Linked DNA regions of Anas platyrhynchos: region 1 is linked to region 2. The links are chromatin contacts, called in public Hi-C maps. All regions are on one chromosome and are shown on one strand. The core of a region is the stretch at or near the end of the contact, and the rest is flanking DNA. Distances in the headings are between cores, read along the strand shown.

The links. A called contact is a pair of places that touch in the nucleus more often than the background predicts.
Region 1: a contact with region 2 is called in a Hi-C map of skeletal muscle, with 3 times the contacts expected there. The contact joins two enhancer-like sites. A contact is called at or near these places in 2 of 8 Hi-C or Micro-C datasets (skeletal muscle and subcutaneous adipose tissue).

The regions. Positions count from the first base shown.
Region 1 is chr12:13,053,798-13,057,881 of IASCAAS_PekinDuck_T2T, reverse strand. All of the region lies in intron 5 of CFDP1 (craniofacial development protein 1), which reads left to right. Among named protein-coding and RNA genes, the nearest start is that of CFDP1, 21 kb to the left of the region's middle. Within about 2 kb of position 2,096, at least 7 of the 8 cell types and tissues checked have an H3K27ac peak or open chromatin away from gene starts, as enhancers often do. A contact at or near this core is called in subcutaneous adipose tissue, where this site is marked.
Region 2 is chr12:12,848,472-12,852,246 of IASCAAS_PekinDuck_T2T, reverse strand. GLG1 (golgi glycoprotein 1) reads left to right here. Exons shown (of 26, transcript XM_072044039.1): 13 at 756-842; 14 at 1,886-1,948; 15 at 2,622-2,735; 16 at 3,122-3,210. Among named protein-coding and RNA genes, the nearest start is that of PDPR, 16 kb to the right of the region's middle. Within about 2 kb of position 1,741, at least 5 of the 8 cell types and tissues checked have an H3K27ac peak or open chromatin away from gene starts, as enhancers often do. A contact at or near this core is called in subcutaneous adipose tissue, where this site is marked.

The DNA.
Region 1 (4,084 bases), core at 847-3,346, 210 kb before region 2:
ACATAGCTTACTGCAAAATGGCTGTGTGCACACACGCGTGTGTGTGTGTGACACTGGGAGGAGGGTGAGTGAGGCTGGGAGGCACCCATGGAGGTTTAGGGGGTCCTGCTCAGTCCTCGCCGCTTTTCGAAGCACAGTGACCTCACCTAGGGAATGGGGGTTCTGTGGTAATCACGAAAATGTGCAAGATGAAAGGAAAAAAGTGCTGCTGGGGGATCTTATTTGAGATCCCCCTCTAGGCAGCTGTTTCTACACGGCCTGAACGGGAGCCAGGATGAAAAAGGGAGGTTTTGCTCTGGCTTTGTTCTCGCGTTCGCTCATTACCGAAACCGCTTGTAATTAAATGTGGACTTGCTCGCTCAGCCCAGCTGTTGCTTCTCTGTCTGATCCTGCCTGGAATTACAGCGGTGGATGCGTGACCTCCTGGGCCTCTTCACGCCTTGCAGCCCGGTAGAAAGGCAGGGTGAAATCTGACTTTGAAGTGAGCAGTGCCATTCCCATGGCTTTCGGTAGGTTTGGTGCTTGGTCCATGAGGGTTTGGACCTCAGTGCAAGAGCTGGCAGCAGGAACAGTGCACGAGAGCTCTGCCCCGGAGACAAATGCTTGCCCCGAGCAAAGAGAGCAAGATAACCTCCAGCCTCTTCGCCGTGAGTGCTTTATTCTTCTAGTCTCCAACAGGGCAGCTCACGTAGGCTGGCCGTTAAATGATGTGCAAAGCTTCGGGGCTTTGCTCTTGGAAGTCATTTACTGTGCGGCGTGCTACTGTTGGAGCAGGGGGATTTTGGCAGGAAGACATCTGTGCGTGGCTCCTCTCCCAGCTCGTGTGCGGGAGGAGAAGTGGTGGCAGTCCTGGTGGGAGGAGACGGATGGGTCAGCTCCTTGTGCTGTCCTTGGAGGACCTTGAGCCTGTTTGCAGCATCTGACTCGTTAATGTAATTTGGAAGCTACGCTTCCCCTCGAGCCTGGCTGCTTCTAGAGGCTGCTTTGCATCTGAAGCTTTTCTTGCAAAAGATTCTCCTTCTGCATGACCTGGCTGGAGCTATCTGGGTCCCTTTGTGTCTAACACTGGTTCCCTGGGATCTGAAACGGGCACTGGTGAGGCAGGCACAGGCTCCTCAGGTTCTCCGAACCTCAGGTGATCTTGAGCCATTGCTGCAGCACTCGTGCCTCCGGGGAGCAGCCTCATTTCACAGCAGCCCCTGAGGCCTTTTTCCTTCAGAAAGCAGGAATTTGCATTCCAATTCCAGCTCAGCACCAACTGGTTATTTAGCGAAAACTTGCACGTTTTACATGTAGGGGCTGAACGGGGATGCAAATAAAGCCAATAATCACGACCTTCTGGGTAGCTGGAGGTGTTGTATTTTTTTAAATAGTCACTGGAGCAGCTGAATGGCTCTGTTCTTGGTAGGGATTTCAGTCAGCTTCCTCCTGCGCTTCCCGTGCTGTGCTCCAGAGAGTGCTGTTCTCTCAGACCGAGAAGTCCCAGCCCCTTGCACTGCAGCCAAACGTCTGGACGTGAGTAGTACACAGCATATTTCTCTGTGCACAACAGGATGAACCAGCCAGGGGCAATATTCGTGTGCCCTAGAGCTAGTTCCACTTATTTCCTATTCATATACTTTGGTTGTGAAAGATTAAATGTGGCAGTGGCTGCTCCAAGTGAACAATTTCTATTTAGGTCTTAAATCCTTTTTTTTTTTTTTGGTTTGATTTAATTATTCCTTGTTAGTGTCTGTCCACTGGTTCATGCAAATCCACTCAGAATCAATGCAGTAATGAGGCCGTGTGCTTTTTTTTGAGTACTTTGGCCTATTTGCAAGGTGCACTGGGATTAATTACCCCATGGGGATCAGCGTGGCAAGGTGCTTGCGTGTGCAGGGAAAGGGAAGCTTGGAAATTTGGAAAACGATGGCTGGGTCGGTGTGGAAGAGAAGGGTCCTCCTCTTCTTCCTCCTCCTCCTCCACAAACCCACGCCGATTGCCACACGCCTGTGCGTTAGGATTGCCAAACGCCCTCACCCTCTGGGATCTCGTGGAGCCAGTCCCGTACCCAATGTCCCAGACCGAAAGCGAAACGTGCACTACACATCCTCCTCGCAAATAGTTTCCCAGGAGCAGTCTGTGCTCGTTCTCAGGCAGAATGAGTCAACGCCGTCTGCCCTGGCCTCTGGTTTGCAGCAGAAATGAATGAGATTTCTAGCTCCAGCCCCTGCTGTCCTGCAGCCTTGATATGCCAGCACGTGTGCGGATGGTTTTGCTCGGGGTGATGGCATCGTGTTGGAAAAAAGTCCAGTGGTGCCCGTACGGCTCCATGCTGTGCTTCAGTCCTCAGTCTTGATGTGGCTGAGCTGAATCCCCGGGCTGGACTAACTGGGATCAGCTGTTTCTTTTTTTCCAGCCTTGCTGGAGGTTCAGCAGAAAGGAATGTCAGCTATTTGAGGACTTAGACTCCCTAAAGCATCTGTCTTATAAAATACAAACAACCCCCCACCAGAGCGGGGCCTTTGATAGTTTCCCCAATGAAAGTCGTGGGGCCGTTTTCCCTTAGGGCAGCGCAGGTTTTTATGAGGCTTATTTTCATTTGCTTTCATCTCTTAGATCGCGAGCGTTTTCTCCTTCTCCCTCTGTGAAAATGATTGAGGAAATTAACTGCTAATGGGGAACGAAGCCAGCTGTATTTGTATTCCAGGCCCCTCGCAAGGTTATGGAGGGAAGCCCCCACACCTTCCCCTGTTAGCCGCGGTCTGGCTGCAATGAGGTGAGAGGGGAAGCCTTTTTTTTAAGGTTAAAGCTTGGGATTGGAGGTGGATCCTGTTCCCAGCTGTGCCATGGCTTGGGGGGGAGCCTACCAAGCAGATTGTTTCCACTCCTGCCTTCTTTTGCTTTTATCGTGCCTCCTTGCGCATTAACCGAGCTGCACCACGTCCCTCCGGCGTCTCCCCCGTAGCAGATGCTTGTGTTGGTTACATCAGCTTGCTTTCCCACACTCCCTTTCCTCGCTTTTTCCCATGTCAACAAAAAAAAAAAGTGCAGCTGAGCCGTTCTTCATTAAAAAGGAGCCAGCGAAGTGGGGCTGGAGGGACGGTCGGTGGAGGGGAGCACCCTGCTTTTGGGCAGTGCTGCTGGTGGCTTCATTCATGGAAAATCCCATACTGGTGGCTCCATTCATGGAAAAATCAGCAGAGCAATATTTTCCAGTGGGTTTGTTAGCCAAAACTTTGATCTGCTGCTGGGTTGTCAGCCTCGTGCAGGGCTAGGCTTAGAAAACAGGCAAGCCCAGGCTGGCTCGCTGGGGATCAAGACGTGAAGTCGAGCAATTAGGATTAAATGGGAAAGTTACCGACTCAAAATGCTGGCTCTGGGCCTTAAAGGAGGTGTTGGTGCGAATGTGAGCTCTCGAAGGGAGCGATAACCCCTCCGGTTGGCAGCACTCCCTGCAACTGTTCCTCTGTTTGTTTCCAGAGTGGTCCCTGAGCGAGCGTGGCCGTGCCAGCCGGGGGGTTCCTCCTCCGGGTTCTGGTTTGGGGGCTGGCTTGCACTTCAGCTCTTGCTGTCCTGGTGTGGAGATGAGGAAGCTCCCAGATTTTCACTCCCCTCATTCCTGTCTTGCAGCCCAGAGCCTCGAGGATCTGGTGCACGGGCTGAGCAGAAAGGGCACCTTGAACAAGCTGCAGGCTGTCTGGGGCTCTCCGGAGTGCTCTAATCCGCTCTGCCAAGCCGTGGAGTGCTTCATTTCCCTATCTGCGGAGTTTCAAAGCCTTCCCGGTGTGTTGGGCTGCTGCCCGGTTGGCTTTGCCCCAGAGCCCTCGGCACTGCGCTCTGCGGAGCGAGCACAGTCCTGGGGGCACTGAGGGACCCCCTGTCTGGGTCGATTACAGGGCTGTGCTCTCTCCAGGTGCCCAAGGGCGCTGGTTCTCCCCAAGGCAGAGAGCTGAGGAACCTGATTTATTTAATGCCTGCTGGAGACCACTCATTTTTCTAGGAATCTCCAAGAAATACTCATTTTATGCCCTCTCTTTTTGGTCTTTTTGTAGCGTCTCCCACCGGTTATCAGCAAAGGTAGATAAAGGGTTCTTTGACCTGC
Region 2 (3,775 bases), core at 492-2,991:
TTATGCAAAGGGCAAACTAAATGTGATATTCCAGAAGTGAAAGTGCTTCGTGCGGCTTCTGAGAACTGCGGCAACGTTTTAGACCGGTGCTCTCAGTCACTCTCTGCACATACCCGCTGCCCTGTAAAACAAAGCAAAACCTAAACAAAATCCAGCAGCACCGAGTCTGGGGAATTCAAACTGGTGTGTTTGTGCAACATGCAAAAACTGTACAACTTAAGAAAAATTTTTGGCATGTTATTCATTTGAATAGAAAAAAACGTGGTTTTTAAGCGAATATGTTGTTATCAGATAGAAAAATACCATGTTCCCCGTATTCAGAACTGTTACTAATCAAAAAGAAAATACCGATAGTGGCTCAAAGCAACTGTTTAACTGCTTTCACATAATATGCTATTTTGGGAGGCTTCTCCTTGAGAAATGAAAGATCAGCGTATTGACAGCATTTCGGTTCTAACACTTGCTGCCAGAGTGCAGATTCTGGGGATATTGCCTGTAATCCTCCATTTATTGTGCAAGTAAAGCTGCAGGACTGCTGATTCTTTTCACCAAATGATACTGTAAAAGGCAAAGGTAGGAAAGAAGATGGTGCTGAGCATTTAGGAGCCTGAACTATGAGTGCCAGTCGCAGGGGCAGCATTAAATGAGATTTAAGACTTTATGAAAAGGAAGGCAGTTTTTTATGTGTTGCACTTTCAAGCCTGAATTTTGAACTTGGTTTCTCAGACCACACGCTGAAATGTCTGTTTTAATAGGAGCTGGAATGCCTTCAGGACCATCTTGACGACTTGGTGTCTGATTGCAGAGACATAGTGGGAAACCTTACTGAGCTGGAGTCTGAGGTGAGCAGTTTCCAGCCTGCAATTCAGGAGAGAGTTGAGCACGTCTAGTTAAAAATATCATTTTGACACTATTAAAAAAATAAATAAAGGTAGCTGCAGAAATGCACATTTCTGAGATTAAGCAGAGGCCATCTCTTTTACCCTGTACAGTGTTAGTTTTCATGTGAGGTTCTTGAGGAAGAGAATGGAACAGCAGTTAAGGATTGTAAGCAGGAGAAATGCCATCACCAGCCTATGGTAGCTTGTGGCACTGAAGCTAGGATGTCTCGAGCAGGTAACCCAGTCGCCTTTAGTACAAGTCAAAATATCATAGAATGGTTTGGGTTGGAAGGGACCTTAAAGCTCAGCCAGTTCCAACCCCCTGCCATGCACAGAGACACCTTCCACTAGACCAGGTTGCTCAAAGCTCTGTCCGACCTGGCCTTAAACACTTCCAGGGGTGAGGAAAACATTTCTGGGATTTCATTTTTTGTTCTACTTGCAAGTAATTTTGAGTACCATGTTGCAACTTCCCCCTGGGTCCCAAATATTTTGCAGGAAATAACTACCAGGTGTGTCGTGTAGGGTTTTTCAGTGAGGTCAGCAGCTTTGTTTGCTTTCGGAAGCTGCGTGTTTGACTGTCTTGCACCAAATTGTTCCCTGTACCTCTTCAGTCAACACTGTGCCCTAGGGGACACTTCCTTCCAGCGTTACAAAATGGTTTGCTCAGAACTACCATTAATTTTTAACTCCTACCCGAGTGTAGGGTGCCTTCTGGTGCTGCAGTATCCGATTTGGAGGAGACAGACTAAATTATCCAAGCAGTGAGTTTTGAATCTGTGGAGGCCAAGCTTGTCCCTTAGTCTGGAAGGCTTGTCGTGCGTTTGCCACATTGCTGGCAGCAGTGAACTTCAGCATTTCCAGAACTGAAGGGTGGAGCTGGCTGAATTGCAGCTGAACAAAGGCCCTCTACACTGGCTCCAGTTAACTTGTGACAGTTTTTTTTTTCAGTTTTTTCCTTGTCCATTTACTGTGAAAATGAAATAGTGTATTTTTTTCTGCAGGACATTCAAATCGAAGCCTTGTTGATGAGAGCGTGCGAGCCTATTATCCAGACCTTCTGTCACGTGAGTGCTTAGCAGTCTGAATATCTTTGGGAAAGAGCACTGAGGGAAAGGTTAGAGGTTGTATTATTAGTTCTTGGCGTACTTTCTGCTCTCCAGAGGTAAAATCAGAAGTAAGCAGTTACAGAAGTCTTTGATGGGGGCTGGGGGGGGACCAACACAGGAATTCTTAGCTCCATGTGGTACTTTTGCTGTTGTCAGCCCCAGCACAAAAGCTGGAGATGGAAGATTTCCAATTACAGGGCAATTTTAAAGTTACTCTTCACAGTAGATTGGAAATTAAGCTTTTCCTTCCCCTTGCCCCCGAGCACTGCATTCAGCCACTCCTCTGTGTGCAGCTGCTCACATTGCTGAAATAGCTTCTTACATTGCTCTAGGATTGAGTAGTTACAGAGCAGTAGAGGCACCTAAATGTAATATTTCATGTAGGCATTGAGCCTCTGCATTGTTTTCTCATGAGTGTAAAGCATGCATATGTCTGAGACAATTCTTTTCTGAACTGTATAAATGCTTGTGTGCTACGTGGTCAGTTGATGGTGAGTGTAAGCTCATGAGAGTGAGACTGTAAATTCCACTGCTCTCAATTATTTCCTGGTCGCAGTGGGCTAAAGGAGTGTAAAAAATCATGACTTGGAGGGAGTAGCTCATTTTTTTAAGCCTTTTGTGTGTCCTTCAGGAGGTTGCAGATAACCAGATTGATTCTGGGGACCTGATGGAGTGTCTAATACAGAACAAACACCAGAAGGAAATGAACGAAAAATGTGCCATCGGAGTTACTCATTTCCAGCTGGTGAGTAGTGCTTTTCTGTGCTATCAGTGGAAACTGGCTGTGTGTGTTGAGGGTGTTGACAGGAATTAGCTAATTATGAAACCCTTTCCTTTTCTGAGATTGATTTCCAACTGTATTGAAGTTGCTTTTGTGAGTTCAGACAACTGTACTTGCATGCCTGGTCGTAAATGGTCACTTCTGGAGATGGTTTATCCCCAGGCCCTCCTCCAGCCTGGCATACGGTAGGCAGGGTCCCAGCTTCTTCATTCCCCTTGCTTCCACGTGGATAAGTTGTGGCCAGGAGCATCTGCTGATTGTGTGATTCAACAAGCATCCTTTCAGGCAGCATGTACTTTTTTTTTTTCTTCCAGGTGACCAACATTTCTAATTTCTTTTCTCTCCTGCAGGTTCAAATGAAAGATTTTAGGTTCTCGTACAAGTTTAAAATGGCTTGCAAGGAGGATGTGCTGAAGCTTTGCCCCAACATCAAAAAAAAGTAGGTAGTACTTAACTAAGCAGCATTCTGACTGTATAAATATGTAAGAAAGTTATAAGATACTTAATGTGACAGAAAACATTGGACTTCCTCTGAAGGCTGATTTTTTTGTGTTTTTCCTTAGTAACTGTCCTGCAGATGCTTAAGGTAGAGGCATTGCCTACCTCTATTAAAGTACTTCTGCTTTACCCTTGCATATGAGCTTTCCTCTTTATTATTTTTCATGCTCTGAAAATAGCTAGCAATCACAATTTGTGGTCTGCTTGTCCCAGGATGCTCTATATCCTTGCTAGATCCATCATCCTCCCAAGATACAGGCTACCAATGTTTCAGTTGCTGAGCTGGAAAAGGAAAACACTGCACTTGCTTTAGCTGGCTTGTTCATTTCAGGAGGAAGTTTTTTAATATCCTTCTCCAGCGATGTAAGGCTAAATCACACACAAGGTCGGTCCTGTTCATGGGTGGCAAGGCTATTTGCATTTTATGATAGAGATGCCCTTCCCATAACACAAAAGGGTGGTTTGCAGTGCCATCCATGTAGGTATTCACCTTCATCGTGCATTTC